Regions from separate parts of the Mus musculus genome. Here all the other regions are linked to region 3. The links are chromatin contacts, called in public HiCAR-type and HiChIP or PLAC-seq maps. All regions are on one chromosome and are shown on one strand. Each heading gives the region's core, a stretch centred on a gene start, on an enhancer-like site or on the middle of the called end of the contact. The rest is flanking DNA. Distances are from core to core; before and after follow the strand shown. Region 1 overlaps Fank1 (fibronectin type 3 and ankyrin repeat domains 1). Region 2 overlaps Dhx32 (DEAH (Asp-Glu-Ala-His) box polypeptide 32). Region 3 overlaps Dock1 (dedicator of cytokinesis 1).

The links. HiCAR-type assays count read pairs that join an accessible place to other places. HiChIP or PLAC-seq counts read pairs in DNA pulled down with a chosen protein or histone mark.
Region 1: an H3K27ac HiChIP or PLAC-seq map of VIP interneurons shows a contact between it and region 3, with 8 times the contacts expected there. The contact joins two enhancer-like sites. A contact is called at or near these places in 2 of 39 promoter capture datasets (embryonic stem cells and neural stem cells), 2 of 115 datasets of contacts at active chromatin or transcription factors (VIP interneurons and embryonic stem cells) and 1 of 9 other capture datasets (liver).
Region 2: a HiCAR-type map of astrocytes shows a contact between it and region 3, with 3 times the contacts expected there. The contact joins two enhancer-like sites.

The regions. Positions count from the first base shown.
Region 1 is chr7:133,791,536-133,796,014 of GRCm38.p6, reverse strand. All of the region lies in intron 1 of Fank1 (fibronectin type 3 and ankyrin repeat domains 1), which reads right to left. Among named protein-coding and RNA genes, the nearest start is that of Fank1, 17 kb to the right of the region's middle. Within about 2 kb of position 2,339, at least 132 of the 459 cell types and tissues checked have an H3K27ac peak or open chromatin away from gene starts, as enhancers often do. A contact at or near this core is called in VIP interneurons and neural stem cells, where this site is marked.
Region 2 is chr7:133,746,174-133,750,657 of GRCm38.p6, reverse strand. Dhx32 (DEAH (Asp-Glu-Ala-His) box polypeptide 32) reads left to right here. Exons shown (of 12, transcript NM_133941.2): 3 at 1,622-1,815. Among named protein-coding and RNA genes, the nearest start is that of Dhx32, 28 kb to the left of the region's middle. Within about 2 kb of position 3,132, at least 29 of the 459 cell types and tissues checked have an H3K27ac peak or open chromatin away from gene starts, as enhancers often do. A contact at or near this core is called in astrocytes, where this site is marked.
Region 3 is chr7:134,707,418-134,711,490 of GRCm38.p6, reverse strand. The region is part of intron 1 of Dock1 (dedicator of cytokinesis 1); the gene reads right to left. Among named protein-coding and RNA genes, the nearest start is that of Dock1, 39 kb to the right of the region's middle. Within about 2 kb of position 2,085, at least 37 of the 459 cell types and tissues checked have an H3K27ac peak or open chromatin away from gene starts, as enhancers often do. A contact at or near this core is called in VIP interneurons, astrocytes and neural stem cells, where this site is marked.

The DNA.
Region 1 (4,479 bases), core at 1,090-3,589, 920 kb after region 3:
CTTCTGCTTTGGGATGATCAGCAACGACACACGTGCTTTTACAACATATGTTTACACCAATATACATAATCAAAAGAGGTTGGCCCAGGCCCTCAGAGAAGGCTATGTCCCTAAGCTATAACAAATGTTCTCTCTGTACAATGACTTCTTCCTTCCCTTGTGTGGCAGAACACTGTCAGGGCCATTTCACACACTCGGAAGTCCTATTTGGGAATTCCTGTTCATTTCTTGCTATCTCCTGGAAGAACGAACTAGGGCAGTGAAGCAGATGTGATTAAACAAACAAATCAAGTTTATAGTAATCACCACAAATTGTCAAGCTAACATACAGAATGATCTAGAAAGGCCCATGGATCACAAACCGCGGAGTAGGCCTACGCAGCCGTTCACTGTGGACCACTCTGATTCTTTCAGCTCACACTTGTCTACCTCCCAGTCACACTTCTCAAGTGCTCCACATTTAAGGTTTAGGACCAATAGCAACACATGGGTGTGATTCTAAGCACAGATATCAGCCAGCTCCACTCAGGGCCCTCCTCGCTTACATTATTCTCATTATTCTACATTATTTCACATTGTGATTCACAGATGTGCCTGCCCTCTGGATTTTGTTTTTTTTTTTTTTTTTTGGGTTTTCTTTTTTTGTTTTTTTTTTTTTTTTTTTTGGTTTTTCGAGACAGGGTTTCTCTGTATAGCTCTGGCTGTCCTGGAACTCACTTTGTAGACCAGGCTGGCCTTGAACTCAGAAATCTGCCTGCCTCTGCCTCCCGAGTGCTGGGATTAAAGGCCCGTGCCACCACACCTGGCTAAGGGTAATTATTTTACATCTGTATGTCAGCCACCATCTTACCAATGTTTGAAAACCATCTTTTAAAGGCTAAATCACACCCACCCATGAGCTGAGTCCTTGTTTCTCCAAGAGATCTGTGGGCAGCAGACTGGCCAGCCTTGGGAAGCTGGTCAGACAGCAGGACTGATAGCTAGACACTGGAGTTAGGGCCAAGCCAGGTTGGCACACACCCTGCTGACCTCAAATGTGGAGGAACCAGACCTACCTGTCTACCCAGCCTTTCCTGGTCTTTACTGTTGTCTCCTCGGTTAATCACACAGCTTGCTGCCAGCAGCCCCACCTTTGGAATCCAGCCCTGAACACACAGACCTCACTTCAGGGAAGGAAAGGACACTCTTCAGCTAGGAGCCTCTAAGCTTGCTGCCTCTCCACTAGGGCCATAGCAGGAGGAAAAACTGCTTCCCAAGGCTGGGCGGGCAGAGAGCATGGCAGAAACCAAATCCTTCAAGGGTCTACAAAGCCCAGTTGAAAATTCATATTTATTTTCCTTGCTAGGAAGAATTGAGTTTTTAATCTTCAGTACTGATATAGTTGAGAAGGAACACTTTGGGGGCTGGCACATAGCTCAGTGGCACAATCCGTTGCCCAGCATGAACCAGGTCCTGAGAGAAAAGAGAGAAAGCAAGGGAAGAAAGCATGTCTCTTCCGCGCATCACGTGGTAGTCTCTATCCAGCTCTCTGCCCTGTCCTTCTAAGTCAAGTGATGAGGTAAGTGCCTGTGCCTCACCTCCCTGTCTAGCAAGCCGAGCTTCTGACCTGGTGGGGGTCAGGCACAGAGATAACAAATGAGACCAAAAAGAACAGAAAAGAAGCAGAAACGAATGTGGGCAATGAAGGGGAAAAGGAACACAAATCTATAAGATAAATGTGGTCGCCCTGTATGACACTGGAAACCACCACACTCCCCAAAGTGGAGTTTGCTCTGATTAATTCCAGGAGGGCAGGAGGTATTGGGGAGAAGCAACCATTCTAAGGCTAAAGTGATGCAGAGATTCCAGCTAGCTGCTGCCCTGTGAAAGAGGACAGGTCTGCCCCAATAACACCCACAAGCTCTGCGCTGTCAGACTTCCGGGCCTGGGCTTCCTGACTCAAATCTGATTCTATTTATTCTCTTCTGGATCTTGTTCTGCTAACTCTTCTGGCATGGCATGCACAGTCATCATAGGCCAGGCCCGGCGGCAGGCACCAGGCACAGCTCTGTTCATCCACAGGGATCCCAAAGGGAAGGTCTGTCTCTCCTCTTACCCACCTATCCCAACTGGAGAGAGGCAGGGGCTGACACTCAGTCAGGATTCCTGATTCCTGTGCCCCTCTGTGACTTGCCAACTGTGCTGCTGGCATCATTGCGATGTAATGATTAATCTGCTCTATCTAAAATTAACTCAAAGTAAACAGATGCCAGCTGAAGTGGGGCAGAGTGTCATCACAAGAGACACATTTAGCAGGAAAGAGCTGTGGCAAGCCAGCCTGACTCATACTGACAGGGCTGTAAGGAGAGCTCACAGGGCACCAAGCCTTGGGACAGTCCCAGCTCTTGGCAGGCCACTGGAGGATGGAGTTTAGGTGTCAGAGAAGAGAAACCTTTGAATCAGACGTTTGTAATCATCAAAGAGTAGCAAGTCATTGACACAGCTCTGGGATCATGGGGCGGGAAGCAACAACCCTTCCTCAGCACCTGTCTGTCTGCTTGTTCTTTCCCTTCCCAAGAATCAAACAGACAAATTGTAACTGGGCTCATTGCCAGTGAGTCACTGTCTTGTATTCCCAAGACACGGGAGTCATTACTTTTTTTTTTTTTTTTTTTTTTTTTTTTTTTTTTGGTGTTTTCGAGACAGGGTTTCTCTGTATATCCCTGGCTGTCCTGGAACTCACTCTGTAGACCAGACTGGCCTCGAGCTCAGCAATCTGCCTACCTCTGCCTCCCAAGTGCTGGAATTAAAGGCGTGTGCCACCACTGCCTGGTGAATCATTACATTTTGTGCTTTCTGAAACATTGGGGGTTTTGAGGAGACAGAGTGTAAGTGGATAGCTGACTTCCCAAGGTTTGTGATTACAGACATGTGGCACCTCACTTAAAGCTCTTTAGAAGCTTTTTAGGGGGTCCAAGTGGCTGGCTAGCACTGGCTCACACTGAAGTCACAGCATGTTAGATAGAAGCAGCAGGCCAACCAGATGTTTATCTCATTAGTGTCTTCACACCACATCAATTTAGATTTCCAACAGCCAGACGTCTCACAGAAGGCAAGAAGTTCAGGTTGCCAATGATTTCAGTTAGTACTATGGGAAGAGACAGTTAATATGATACAATACCTACAGTACCCAGCAAATGCCTTTAATCTCAAACTCAGAGACAGGCAGGTCTCTTGGGAGACCTAGACTAGCCTGATCTACATCTGGAAGGCCAGACCAGCCAAAGGTACATAGTGAGAATCATCTTTAAAAAGAAAAAAAGATTATCTTAATGAGTTAGCAACTTATGGTAATGCTGGTCCCCAAGCTAAGGGAAGGAGCGTGGTGATCTGGGTTCATCGCTCCTTCCCCCCTCCCCCCCCCCAACACGTTTGTGGCACAGGTATTAGTCCTTTAAAATGGCAGAACCAACAGGCTTTATCCCATGTGCAAATAATTTTCACCAGTGGCATCCCAAAGCGGAAGTTCTACTTGACCTCCGTGAGAAAGATCTCTGGTAACCCCAAGACGGGGTGAGGTGGGGGTGGGGCAGGATGCTGTGTGATTGCTGATTCTGTTTTACCTTCAGTCAGCCAACCCGCATAGTGATCAGGACACTGACAGCAGCCCAGTCCTCAGTCTCTGCAGACTGACAATGTGGGACTCAGGTCCAAAGCTAAGGAGACCTTTTCATAAGCAGACCTTGATAGAGCATGTTTGATACCACATTTCTTGTCTGCTGACAGGTGCTGTTGGGGATTGTGTTTTCTTTTCTCATCATATAGACAGCCTGCAGTATGAGGTGTTGGAGGGAAATGAAGATAAATGCTGTGGACAAGAGCAGAATCAAGGACCCACTCCTAACTCTGAAGGATGGTTTAAAACAAGTTACGGATGGGAAAACTTATTAGAATTTGACACCATCAAAATAGCAAAAATCCAAATAGCCACTGTGTTCAAGTGGCTGTGGGGAGAGGGGAGCTCACACTTGTTGCTGCTTAGAGTGACAATGGTTGTGACCCCCACAGACCACTGCTGGAGTTGGGATGGACCATGTCCCCCTAACAGCCTATGTGTTGAAGGCTTGGTCCTCAGCAAGCAAATGCAGGTTAGGAGGAGGGGCCTATGGGAGAGTCTTAGACCATTCTCGGTTTGTCTGTGAGGAGACCGTGGGGCCCCAGACTTCCCTCTTCCTTTGCTATTTCTTGGTCATGGGGTAAACAGTCCATGCCACTCTGCACTCCCCGCTGTTGCCATCTGGGGGTCCCATGAGGACCAAAAGCAGTGGCTCAAGTCCTTCTTAAATTGAACTTCCAGAGCAGAAGCAGTAACCTCCTCCTCCACGCTGGTCTCCCAGGTGTCGTAGAATGGAAAGCTGCTTTAAGAAGAATGAGAAGAATGATTCAGGGCTGGAGAGATGGCTCAGTGGTTAGAAAACCTGGTGAGGACCCAGGTTCAAT
Region 2 (4,484 bases), core at 1,883-4,382, 960 kb after region 3:
ACAGCACAGCATGCATGTCTCCCATGTCTTCATGCAGCACGGCATGCATGTCTCCCATGTCCTCATGCAGCACAGCATGCATGCCACCCGTGGAATGAAGGGCACCTGGCCCCCCTTTTTCTTTGTATTCAGTTTAGGACTCCAGTCTATAGCATGATATTCTACACACACTTGAGTCTTCCCTCCACCAAGCCTTCCTGGAATACCCTCACAGACATGCCCTGGGGAGATTTTTAAGTCCTATCAGGGTGTCCATGAAGGTTTTAACCATTACCCCAAGGAACGAAGGAAACAGAATTTTATGTGAATTTCTATTTAGGCCAGTGATTTTGAAACAATTCAAGATAGACTATTTAGGATCATAGAAATTTCAAATATTTCTGGAAAAGTATGACATTGTTTTGCTTGGTTAACTCTGGATGAACAGTTAGTGCTCTTCACCAGCCCCTATTTATTATTATTATTATTATTATTATTAGTGTGTGTGTGTGTGTGTGTGTGTGTGTGTGTGTGTGTGTGTGTGTAGTGTTCTGTGTGTGTGTGGTGTGCCTGTATGAGGGAGGTGTTGCCTGTGTGGATGTTTCTGCACCACATGTATGTCTGGTGCCCACAGAAGTCAGAGGAGGGTACTAGATTCTCCTGGAGCTGGAACGAGAACTACGGACAGCTGTGAACCACTCTGGGAATCAAACCCAGGGCCTCTGGAAGAGCAGCCAGTGCTTTTAACTACTGGGCCATCTCTCCAGCTGTATAACACATTTTACATAAAAGGATTTCAAAAATAAAATGGCTGAAGGGCAGCTTTGCTTGAAATTGACTCTAGATAAGTTGCTTGTCTCACCAGGTTAATTTTTAATTACATCCAGATAATAAATTGGCAAAATATTTTAGCTTTCATTAGTAGAGCCATGTTAAGCAGGCTAATTTGGGTATTGTTATAATTGCATGAATTTAAATGCTTTAATTTTGGGTTGTTATTTTGTATTTAAATGCTATTTAATATTACATTCTTTAAAACATAATAACTCATACAACATTGTAGTTTTGATGGGGCCTTCTTATTACTAGGAAAAATAATTTGTGACTACATGAGTCTCTCAAAACTGGCATAGGTTGGAACTTAGGGACTGCTCATCAGATAAGAGCGCTTACTGCACTGGAGAGGGCCTGGGTTCTATACCATAGATGTCTCTAGTTCTCAGAGATCCAACTCCTTCCTGTCCTCTGAGGGCGCTGCATGCATATGGTGCACAGACATGAGCAACATACCCACATAAACAAATCTAAACAATTTTAAGAGGCATAGGTTTCACTTTTTTCATGTCCTTAACTGCCTTTCTAAAATCTGTGAGTCAAAGTCAAAACTTGATGGTTTCCATTTTATGATGATACCTGTATGCTCTTAACTTCATTTATTAGTGATTAAAATCATCGTCTCTATTGCTCAGCGCTCTACTAAGTAAGGATTAATGCTGTTCCTGGCACCATCTGCTGGGTTGGTGAAAGAAAAAGATCTTAGAGAACATGAAGCCAGCCACGAGAAAGAGCTACTCCTCCGTGTTTTGAGCTTGTCTGTCTTTCCTAGCAAGGGCTGATCCTGTGTCCTTTTTCCCTGTCAAAGGTTCCTCAGTGGTGTGCTGAATATTGCCTTTCCATCCATTACCAGCACGGGGGCGTGATATGCACCCAGGCCCACAAACAGACGGCAGTCCAGCTGGCCCTGCGGGTGGCCGACGAGATGGATGTGAATATCGGGCACGAAGTCGGCTATGTGATTCCTTTTGAGAACTGCTGCACCACTGAAACAATCCTGAGGTTGGTATGCAGACGCTGACTGCACCGCAGCACCACAGCCTAGGTGCCTCTTTCTTGGCTTGGGTTCTGCAATCCTCAGAGCGTTGGTCTGGCCTTCTGCATGTCAAGCACGCCTGGTGTAATGATGGCCCTCTCTAGCCTGACACACAACCCTCCCTTGTTTCCCCTCCCTGGTATCCTCCGTTGTCTCTTGTCTAAACTTCTGTGATTATAATCCTCACGGGGAAAATTACAACTTGTTAGTTTCACCCAAGACTTTCCATCTTGTACATAGAGAGCTGTGCCTCCTAGTGAGTCCAGAAGGGCGGTTAGAGGGGAGATGGGACATAGACCTCTTTAGAGTGCTTCCTTTTGACTAGGAGCATCGAGTTCCCAGGGGCAAGTCCAATTTTAGTCATCAGAATATCTCCGACCAGCAAAAGCAGCAGCCCCCACCGCCCTCACATTTACACATTCTCAGGCATCCCCAGAATTCCAAACGTAAACTGTCTACAGCTGGCAAAACCACGCCCCTCCTAGAGCACGAGAGCATCCTGGTTAGCTTCTAAAGCAGCCCATATCCCACACCTGGGATTAAAACAAACACACATACTCACATAAACACAGGTACTCACATAGACACACGTACTCACATAACGGGCTTCTTAAAGAAACAGACACCCTCACTCCACTCATCACTGCTCTTGTCCTGTCCGTCGTCGCTTCTCCTGGGGTTGGCCAGTTTTTTCTAGTCCCTCAGAACTCAGCGCAAGGGTCACCTGCACCAGGAGGGCTCCCCTGATCCTGTGGGCTGGGCTGTCTTTGAGGCCGCAGTACGTTATGGTATCAGGTGCTTGTGTTAGCTGTCTATCAGAGGCCTCCGAGGTGCTGGCTCCAGAGCAGGAGAGAGATGCAGAGAGGACTGAAGTGAAGAGCTAGAAAAGCAGCTTCTCACGGCCAGGGCTTCTCTGAGCAGTGTTCTGTCTCCCTCATAGATAGACAGTGCCTGTGCCTATCCGGCTCTGCAAGAAGTGGCCAAAGCAGCTTACAGCCAGAGGTGACCACCCGATGGCTTCAGGTGCCCTGGACACTGTCTTCCCCTCTAGGAGTTCAAGAGATCGGAATATACTGACCTCAGGGCCAGAATATCTGCATGCCCGTAGCCCACTCGTGTGCATGCTGGTGTGTGGCACTCATGTTGGTTAGCACTGCTTCAAAATTACAGGGCAGGGATGGCGTTCTGCACACTGCTCTCCCCGCGTCTGATATGCTTGTCCTGTGGAGGCTGTTCCCTGACTTGGTGGGAGGAGGACGGAGTACTGCCCTGGCCCAGGCTTTGAAGGCCGTCCAGAGCTCCCTTGTGACTCACTGTTAGAAGCAAGTGTCCAGCCATGGGGAATGTTTAGGCCAGGAATGCCTTGGCCTAATAAGGTTCTGCAGGGTGTTTTACCTCTGTAAAAATTCACAGTGCATGGAACTATTGGGTGTATATGTACTTGTAAACTACCACTAGATACAGGTCACATACAAAAGAAAAGCACCCCTTCCTTGCCTCGTAGGGCCTCACAAACCAGTTGGAAATTGGTTACACAGGACAAAAGAAACAAAGGGAGAGAGAGCGTGCTTAAGCTTAGCATTTTCAGTCACTATTTTTGACTTAGGAAGGGTGTTGACAAAAGTCTCATTCTGTAGCCAAGGCTGGTCCAAAGCTCTTAGTCCTCTTGCCTCACCCTCCCCACTGTCCCTCCATTTTTATTTTTCATTCTTTGAAGTGGCCTTTGAAATGTCTGTTTTAATTGTTTAATGGCTTCAACTAAGTTCTGCAATCAATACATCTAGACTTTGGAAAGAACTCTTAGATGTAACGGTTTTTATGTTGATGAATGTAGAATCATAGTTTAATAATAGTTTATTATTATTATTGAGAAAGTCATGAAAATATTTATCCTGGGATATACTATCATTGTAAGAGTGTAGCAGGACATACTTTTTAAACATTTGTATGTTTTGGACTTGACTGTAATAAGATTACGTTAAACTCTGGATTCTGTCAGGCCAGAGGAAGGACTGCGTTTCTGTGTTAAAGTGTTGACTCTGAGTGGGAGCCCTGGGGCTTGGGGTAAGCTGTCGCTCATGTAGACGGAATGTTCTGGCTGCTGCAGGTTCTAGTCTCCGCTGCTCAGACTGCCTTTCCCTCTCATCACTGTAAGACTGGTTAGCAGGACACGGGAAGGGTCTGGTCCTGAAGGTGGCCCAAAGATTCAAAAGCCCTTACAGTAAAATAAAGAAAACCCCTACTTTCCTCCCAGAATGCTATCTTCCTAGGATGCCTCGTGGCTATACAGCCAGTGGCTAGCAGGGACTCTGCATAGGTTCCCACCCAGAGCTCTCTATATTCAGGTCTCCTCATCCAGAAAACCAATGGCTGTTCAGAGGGGCACTGTAAGGAGTAAATGGCCAAGTAGGCAGGCCTGAAGCATAGTGTGGGTGGTGGCTAGTTTATGATTATAATTAAATGTAATTAAATCTTTAGAATTTTTACCAGAACCAGTTTGTTTTCCTGCAGAGGTGTGCTGGCTATGATTTTGAGTGCCCTCAGATTGAATGGCAATCTACACCACAGATGTTTCTTAATGGGCCAGGGCCTTACACATGCTGGGCTAGTGCTCTACCACTGAGCTGCTTTGCCA
Region 3 (4,073 bases), core at 836-3,335:
AGCCTGTGTCCAGGGCTCCTTCTGCCTGGCCTGGCCTGTCACCTCAGTGTAGAAACCTTCACACATGCTGTCAGTAGTGTCCCTAAATACTCTGACAAGTCAGTACCAAATGCTGCCTATGTGCCTCTGTGTTCACTGCCTGTCATTAGCCAAAACCAATAAGCATAAACGAGAGTATACAGAAGGTGTCATCCAGTGCTGCACTCCACAATACTACCGAGACTCTACTGTTCACATGACTCCCTCCTCTACCACCCTGTGCCCTCCCCTCACAACTATACTTCACAGTACCCAACACACAGGGTTTCACAAAGCTGTACTGATACACCAACCAAGGACTTCAGGGTGACATAAATATGGCCACAATCCTAACCCCACCGTGATAGTCACATACATGGAAGCACAAGTCTATCTTCACGTCTGACCTACTTACCTGACCTTTTGTGATACTCGCATGTTCATTTCGTTACATAAACTACGTCACCGTGAGTTTACCTATTTCCCTACTGAAGGGCATCTAAGGTACTCGCTGTGGAGCTTTTCCGACTAAGACTATAATTCCATCTTTAACCTTTCGGAGAACTTGCTTTCAACCAATAGGAATTCAGCCTTGACCAGGGGAGTGAGCTTCTGGGAGAAGCTGCACACTGTAAAAGCATCTAGGAGCAACACTAAGCCCCCCAAAGCCCGAGGTTGCCCCCACCCATCCTGCAAACCAGAGAACAGCAATGGTGGCAGACAGTCTCTGGACAGAACTCTCTCATTCCCAGAGATGAATTTTGACTCTCTAGAGTTTGTTGAAATTCCTCCTGTGTAGTGTTGCATTCCTAAGCTTTGATAAAAAATAAAATTGAAGATTAAAAAACAATCAAGCCCTCTTTGAGATAAACAATAAAGTGGGGCACACAGGGGTGTTAATGAAGGAGCTGCACAGAGGCTGCAGAGCTCAGAGCAGTTCCCAGTCATTCCTCTTTCAGTAAGATGACTTGTCAACACGCCAAGTCCTCTGCCGCCTCCTTCCACCATGGGCAGGCTCCCTTCACACTATGGTCCCACTGTGCACCCAATGAGCAAGACAGGAGGCACATGCGTCCTCCACCTGAGAAACAAAGGGCCCCTCCACATCACCTCCATGAAGCAAATCCTCCCTCCTGCTACCTCCCTGTAAGGTTCCACTTCAAGGCAAGCAGGCCCCTCGCTCTAGCTGAGACCAGCACTGGGACTGGAAAGACCAACAGGAGCTCAACCGCAAGCCCCACCTCTGCTCCTTTGGTGCAGTTTCTCACTCTGTGAAACGGAGTGACAAGAGCCACCATAGCACCCGTGGGTGAGGATGAGATGTTGCCTAGGAGGTCGACCAGTCAGTGCCACTCCAAGCCTGTACTTGCTGAACAATACTGTCAGCTTAAGGAGGGAACAGGGGTGCCGGGAACGGGGCTCAGTATGCAAACATGAAGATCTGAGTCTGGATTCCCAGCACTTACAGAAAAGCCAGGCTTTGTAGAACACATCTGTAAACCTGAAACTGGGTGATGGAGACTGGCTCAGGGTTCAGTGAGAGACCCTGTCTCAAAACCCAAGATAGAAAGTGATCCAGGAAGATGTCAAATGCAACCTCGGCACTCTATCGGTATACATATGGGCACATATACCCACCCACACAGCATGAGAGAGAGAGAGAGAGAGAGAGAGAGAGAGAGAGAATGAATGAATTAGGAACTGTCTCCCCATAGCACAAAGGCAGGTGAATGTGACACTCCAGACGTCTGTATCCTCCATCCTCCTCCTGGTCCCTGCCCTACCCCAGGACCTCTCTTCCCTGTCACTATGGCCCAGATGAGGGTGTGCATGTCTAAGTAGGACTTATAGGACTATAAGAGGCAGCGCCTCCATGCATAAAGATCACTCTTAGAATCTAGAGGTCAGAACCAGAACAAGCCTCACTCTTCAGGGTTAATCCCAGGATTTCCTAAACTTTGGCTCAGGCAAGGGCGGCACTGCAGGGGGCGGGGGTGCAAGGCTGGGATATATTTGCATACTCGGATGCTAATGGCCCAGCAGCCCACACACTGCCCTCTTGTTCCCAGGCAGAATCAACACTGGGCACTGGCAGCTGGGGCTTGTCCCAGATGCTCTGCTGAGGAGAAGGGGGACAGCCTGCACTTCAGAGGGACCCATGCCAGCTTAGCCTGAGGGAGAAAGCCCAGGGCCTGGTGTGGTTGGACAAGGCACCTGTCTTTTCTGTCTGTTGTATATAAGGAATGAGGCCTAGGAGGAACACCTGCCTCCAGCACTGTGGAGAGAGGAGCCAGTGCCCAACCCTTGCCCCCAGAGGACACAAGACAAATCTTGCCTTAGCTAAACGCTTGATAAATTTGTCTTTCCTGGAGAGTACCCAAAAACACAGAGAAGACAGTGTGCAATAATTGGGAGTAGTGTTTGTGGTGGGCTGCCTGGACACAGAGGGCAAAGAAACACTCACAAACATTATGTAACAGGGACATTAAAGATGAACACAGAGAACTGAGCAACTGAGACCTGGGGAGAGTCCTATCGTGCCTACAGTGCTCTGCCCAGACAGACACTGGGACTGGTGCATGGTGACAAATGGCTGTAACCTCAGTGCTGAGGAGACAAAACCAGAGAGATCAGAGGTTCAAGACCAGCCTGAAAAAGTAAGCAAGACCCTGCCTACAAAGAGTGGCCTGCCAGGGACATCCCTTAGATGGCATTTTACAAAACACCCTGCCAGCCCATGATGGTGCTTATTTCTGGGACTGGCTACGTAGTAGAGCCCATCGCAAAATACCAGTGCAGTCTCTTATTTGACGATTGCTGTAAATTGAAAACAGGATGACTATAATTAAAAAGTTATAATACAAACATCTGAAGAAGCCAGAACCCTTTACAGATAGATTGCATACTGCAAAGAGGCTGCTGGGGAAGCCACCTGGACAGCTCTTCCAAAAATTAAGCATAGAATTACCATGGAACTGAGAATGGCAGCCTGCACCTGTCATCCTGGCACTCAAAAGGCTGAGGCAGGAGAATTGCTAGCATAGTCTATACAAGTACCAGACCACCCTGGGTAACCTACTGTGCAGCTTCCAAAGCCCAAAAAAAAAAGAATTGCCAAATGATTTCACTGACGTGGGCTTAACACTATGAACGGGCCGACCACCCACCAACTTGAAAGATCAAGAAAAGAAAGGTCTGTCAAAAAGGGAAAGCCTACATATATGGTACTACAGAGAGAAGTTCAAGATGTGACTACAAGGCCTTAAATTAAGTGTGGGAACTTTTGGATTCAGCTGTGATGTTCCACTAGATGGTCCACTAGAGGGAATCCAAAATTACTTAGCAGATAGGCAAGCCTGTGAAAAATTATTTAGATTCAGTTAACTTAAGCAAGAAAACCCACCCACTGTGGGAGATCCTGGACGTAATAAAAAAAAGAGAACACAAAATTAAGCAACAGTATCTATCTCCCTCTCCCTCTCCCTCTCCCTCCCTCTCTCCTTTCTGACTATAGACACAACCAGCCTCACACCCCTGCCACCAGGTATTCCCCACCATGATGGACTGTATTCCCTCACACTATAAGCCAAAATAAACGTTGCCTTAAGATGCTCTTGTTGACTATGTTGTTCCAGCATCAAGACAAGTAACAAACATGGAGGGCCCACAAGCAGGCACAGACCTCAGGCCCAAGGTACAGGCCCTGATTCCCCAGAAGGCCTCTATTTCCAGGACTCTGCAGCTGGCAAGGGCAGAGCTGTTGTGAGCCCTACAAGCAATGTTATATTTTAATAGTCGTTTCAATTGACTATAAAAATACAGCCTCACATAATAAAATTGCTTTTGCACTGTGGTAGAAATACTTAGCAAGAGATGAGAAATACTTAGCGAGAGGCTATAAAACCCTATTTGCTTGCTTATGGAGTAGCTGCTGAATAAGACGAAAGCTGGAGCAGATAAGCCAGGGCAGGCAGGCGAGAGCAAGACAGCAAAACGCACCGCAGCATGTCTGCCATGATGCTCAGCAGACAGGAGCGCTCAGGATTGTTTTCAAT